Regions from separate parts of the Rattus norvegicus genome. Here region 2 is linked to region 1. Evidence: chromatin contacts called from public Hi-C data. All regions are on one chromosome and are shown on one strand. Each heading gives the region's core, a stretch centred on a gene start, on an enhancer-like site or on the middle of the called end of the contact. The rest is flanking DNA. Distances are from core to core; before and after follow the strand shown.

Region 1 (2,508 bases), core at 4-2,503:
ACACAAACGGAAAGCGAACAAACCTCTCCAAAGCCACCGGCGCGGCGCCCGGGTTCTGACAACGAAATGGAGATTCGTCTTAATCTCCTAGGTCGCAGGCACTAATGCCGTTCTCGGCCGCCACGGGCCGGAAGTCCTAGGGCCACCCAGCCGGACACTCCGTTACTCCTTTGGGGCGATGCTGTCCAACCTCGAAGCACGGTGGCGCGCGCCAAGTCCACGAAACCCAGGAGGAGGCCTGCGCATCGAGCCCGGGGCTGGGGAGCGACGCCCCGAGTCCCGACAGGCAGAGGGGTTGGCAGGGAACGTCGTACTCGCCTAGGCCCGAGACCTGGCGTCGCCGGGCATCCGCTCCGGAGGAGCCGGCGCGCCGTTAGCCCGCCCGGCTGGGAGCTCATTCCTCAGGCCGGAGTTACTGGGACTAGGCTCGCCAGAGTCGGGCCTTCTCTCCGTCTTAGGCCGCGTAACAGGCCACGACACAGCCCCGAAACCCAGCACCCTCCCGAGCCGGCCTCGGCACACTCACCTTCCTTGTCAGCCATGGCGGCAGGAGAGCCGGGAGGGGTTGGGGGATCCCGGGGTCGTGCGTTGCAGGAGGGGCGGGGAGGCTACGAGCGCTCGCTCCGCGCGCGCGGCCTCTATTGTTTCCTGCGGCCCGTGCGTGGGGGGCCGGCTCGCGTGCCTTCGCGCCAACACTGGCCAATGAGGAAGCGCGGGTCGGAGGGGTGGGCGGAGCATCTGTGTCGCGGCCTATGGAGACGCTCAAGAGTCGCTTTCCGCGGGTCGAGGCGCGCGCTCCGCCCCTTCCCCCCCCCACTACGGTCCAGAGGCTTCCACGGATTGCGCGCGCGCCCCGCCTGCCCGGACTATTCCCGTGCAGATCACGTGATCCCTTCCCCTCTCCCTTCGCCCCACACAAGCTCATGCGCAGCCAGCTCCTAAGAGGGCCGTTATGCTAACAACACCTTCAGGGTAGAAAAAAAAAATTGAAGTGTTTCCGGGTCTAGTTAGCAACCCCGAAGGCCAGACGAGGAGAAAACGCATCACTGTCTAGATTTACAGGTGCCTAATTTAGCTTACTCCCTCAGCTTTGAGAATACTAGTCGCAGTGAGTGTGGAAATAGGGTGCCGCTCTCTAAAACATGCTATAAAATCGGGAGGACCTAGACTGGAAGTCGCAAGCGGCAATATCCTTCCGCGAGCTCCCAGAATGGAGTCCTGGTCCTTTTAGACCAGCTGCCAAGGGGTGGGGTGTAGAGCGGAAGTTATGGCGCAGGGCCGAAGTCTGGCTGATGAAGGGCGGAAGTAGAGTTCCAAATCTGCAATCATGGCTCAAGAAGAGGAAGATGTTAGAGATTACAATTTGACGGAGGAGCAGAAGGCGATCAAGAACAAGTATCCTCCAGTCAATCGAAAGTATGAATGTGAGTAGGTGGCTCACATCTGTGACATTCGGACAACCTCGGCTGCCTACCTGCAGCTTCCTGCCTCACCCATTTCTTTGCCCCACAGGTGCTCTGGCATAATCACAGTGTGCCCCTCATTGTACCTAATTTAGGGGGAAAGTGAAGAAAAAGATCGCCATACTAGAGAATGAAGAAACCTGAGGCCCTACCTGCCCCAAACATTCTCCTAAAAGTCCTCGTGTGCCTGAATCACACTTAACTTTGCGGGTATAGTTCAGTGGTGTAGTAGCGTTTACCATTATAAATTATACTTGTGGGCTAGTTGTATTTTTAAGTGTTTTCTGGGTTATCCTCGAGTTTTCCCAGTAGTGGAATAGTATGAGCATGTTAGAGTAATCGAGAGAGACCTTTTTCTCTGCGTGAGTACGTGTGTATGGGTGTGTTCACAGCCCAAGGTTGTATTTTATTATGTACTGAAACTTTTGCCTCACGTTAAAATTTCTTGAAATATAAAAACACTAAATTTTTGACAATTTAGTTTTTCATAAAAATGGTAATTTATGTTAAATTGGGGTTGTTATTTTTAAATGAATATTTTGAAATTGTTGGGTTTTCCTTTTATAAAGTTCTTGCGTCAGCTTCATACTTCTAATCACAGCATTCTGGAGTCAGAGGCAGGAGGATGTATTGAGTTTGAGGCCAGCCTGGACCACATAGTTTCAGGACAACAGGGGTACAGAGTAACCCTGTTTGAGAAACAAAGAAATCTCTTATGACTTTAATGGACACTGTAGACCAGTAGTCAACTGCTGAGCTATAACTTCAGGCCTACAGTAGTCTTTTTTTTTTTTAAGGTTTATTTATTTATTATTTAATGTATATGACACTGTCACACACCAGAAGAGAGCATCAGATCTCATTACGGATGGTTGTGAGACGCCATGTGGTTGCTGGGGATTGAACCCAGGACGTCTGAAAGAGCAGTCAGTGCTCTTAACCACTGCGCCATCTCTCCAGCCCCCTAGAGTAGTCTTCAAGTGTAGGGTTCCTGAGATGAAAAACTTGAAGAACCATCCTACATAGCAATGTATCATCTTTTTAA
Region 2 (2,508 bases), core at 6-2,505, 290 kb after region 1:
CACACACACACACACACACACACACACACACACACACACACACGAGAGTGAGGAGGGGGCAAGCAGCCCCTTTTACAGTGAGTGTGGCTGTGTGTGGTGGGGGGAGCACATACCTGTCTGTTGGCCAGGTAGCTGTGGGGGGAAGCTTGGACAGAATGCTAACAGTGACTACTGAGGCTCTTGGCAGAAAAAAATGAGTTTCTGTCTGGGTAGCAGCACACACATCTTTAATACAAGCACCTGGGAAGGCTGAGGCAGGAAAACTCATTGAGTTCAAGGCCAGTCACGGCTACCTAGTAAGGCTCTGTGTCTGCAGACTTTTGGAGCTTGTTGGAGAGATGGCTCAGCAGTTAAAACTTGTTCTTTCAGGGGACCCAGTTTCAGTCCCTAGCACCCATATGGTGGTTCACAGTTATAATTCCAGTTCCAGAGGGTCTAATGTCCTCTTCTGACCTCTGGAAGTGCCAGGCATACAGTGTGCAAACAACAGGCAGGACACCCTCACATAAAAAAAAACAAAAACAAACCTTCAAAGTGGGGAGTCCCACCATTCCCCAGAACCCTACAGCAGGTTCTCCTTTCCTTTCCCGCTGCGGAGTGTAGTACCTCTGGGAGAAATATGGGCTTGGGAATCCAGCCCCCAGTCCACCGAAGTGTGCGGACGTCACCCTCAATCTCCTCTACAATTGCCTCATACTCAGCTCGAAGGCTCTGGAATTGACGTCGGACCAAGAAGCCCCGGAAGCCGGCCTAATGTAGAGAACGAGTGCAAAGATACCTCTTAACATTTTTAATGGGTGATCTTGGCTAGTACTCTTGTTTTGTGGTTGTTGACAGGTGGGGAATCAAGCCCAGGGCCTTGCACGTACTGGGCAAACACTCGGACTCTTGAGCCCAAAGGGAGAGATCTTTGCATCCTGGGGCTGCCAGAGAGAACACGGAGATGGGGAAGGGTTAGGCGACTATGTTTTGGAGCTCTGGGAAGTGAAGAGAAGATGCTGAGCTGGACCCTCATTCTCGATTTAAGGTCCTTTTATCTTCCCTAGCCCCGCCACAGCTTCGCATTCTACAGTGCAGTGCAGAGGGCGTGCGGGTAAGGGACGGTGTGTGACAGCTGCATCTCGCCGGGAGGTCCAGCCCCTGACCCCAGGACCACTCGCAACTCCATCCCGACCTGCAACGTAGACACCTTTCGAAGGAAGAGATCGGGATCCATCTTGCCGCTAACCGCCCAGCGCTGTGCGTCACCCGCACGCGTGCGCTTGCGCGGTGAGTCTTCAGGCAGCGCCGATCCTAGGCATGCGCAACAGGGCCCCACACGCCGTCTCTAGCGTCACAGGCTGATTCGCGCACATATCCGGGTCCCGTTCGAGCCGCCCCTCCCCATCCCAGCGTCTGGCACATTGAGAGCAAGGAGAACACCGAGGAGTAGCTTTTCCGTTTGTTTAATTCCAACCAGTGCCCCCGACCTCATAGCACCTAGGGAGCTCCCGAATCCGTAAAAAGTCACAGTTTGAAGAGAAGAGAGAAGCAGAAGAGTCCAGGCAGCACCTATGCGGCTGGCTGCTCCTCAGGCTCAGCATTCTCTGCCAAGTGCAGCTTCTGTCTGTGCTAGTCAAGGACTGTGACGCTTTGGATCTGTGTATCCACATGCCTTTCCACCCTGTACAGACTCTGTGTGTGTGTGCGCGCGCGCGCGCGTGTGTGTGTTTGTGTGTTCAGAGCCACCACACCAGGGCACAATTTAAGGATTAAGAGCTGAGGTGGCATATGCCTTAAATCCCAGCACTTGGGAGGCAGAGGCAGGGTGGATTTCTGGATCTCTGTGAATTCTTTTTTTTTTTCTTTTTTTTTCTTTTTCTTTCTTTCTCCCCCCCCCCGCCCCCCCGGGGCTGGGGACCGAACCCTTGCGCTTCCTAGGCAAGCGCTCTACCACTGAGCCAAATCCCCAGCCCCATCTCTGTGAATTCTTAGGCCAACCTGCTCTTCTCAGGACAGCTAGGGCTACACAGAGAAACCCTGTCTCGAACTCCCAAATTCTCCCTCCCCACCCCAGAAAAGGCTGAAAGGGCAGGAGAACACCAGACAAGCTTTGCTATGTATCCTAGGTATTGGTGTCGGTTTCAAAGATTTTCATCGTGTCAGGGCTTACACCTTGAGACAAAAACGATATCAGTGTTTAAACCATACTCCCTACATGTATTTTCCTCTCCTCTCCTGCCCCGGTTTGTTTGTTTCTTTAATCTTGGTTGTCCTAGAAGTCACTATGTAGATCTGGATGACCTCGAATTCAAAAAGCTCTATTTGCCTGCCTCTGCCTTCTGAGTGCTGGGATGGGATTAACCACACCTGATATATTTTTCCCTTAGAATTTGGGAAATTCCACATTCCTCTTAAGTGGGAGCAGTTTGTGGCTAATTCTGAGTCGGCAGGACAGCAGGAGATGGGAATATTTGTCATGTGTGACTATACCTAGAGGCAGGAAAGAAGAAACTGATTACCCGCCCC

The links. A called contact is a pair of places that touch in the nucleus more often than the background predicts.
Region 2: a contact with region 1 is called in a Hi-C map of hepatocytes, with 1.7 times the contacts expected there. The contact joins the promoter of Iqcc here to the promoter of Zbtb8os in region 1. A contact is called at or near these places in 4 of 12 Hi-C or Micro-C datasets (the A7r5 cell line, Schwann cells, frontal cortex and 1 more) and 1 of 1 datasets of contacts at active chromatin or transcription factors (oligodendrocytes).

Annotation. Positions count from the first base shown.
Region 1 is chr5:146,958,953-146,961,460 of GRCr8, forward strand. Zbtb8os (zinc finger and BTB domain containing 8 opposite strand) reads left to right here and starts at 1,254. Exons shown (of 7, transcript NM_001399489.1): 1 at 1,254-1,424. The coding sequence starts at 1,328. Rbbp4 (RB binding protein 4, chromatin remodeling factor) reads right to left here and starts at 549. Exons shown (of 12, transcript NM_001107912.2): 1 at 527-549. The coding sequence starts at 542.
Region 2 is chr5:147,245,198-147,247,705 of GRCr8, forward strand. Iqcc (IQ motif containing C) reads right to left here and starts at 1,256. Exons shown (of 5, transcript NM_001400931.1): 1 at 1,175-1,256; 2 at 607-750. The coding sequence starts at 1,216. It overlaps Ccdc28b (coiled coil domain containing 28B), which reads right to left. Exons shown (of 6, transcript NM_001134689.1): 6 at 1,430-1,606. The coding sequence ends at 1,552.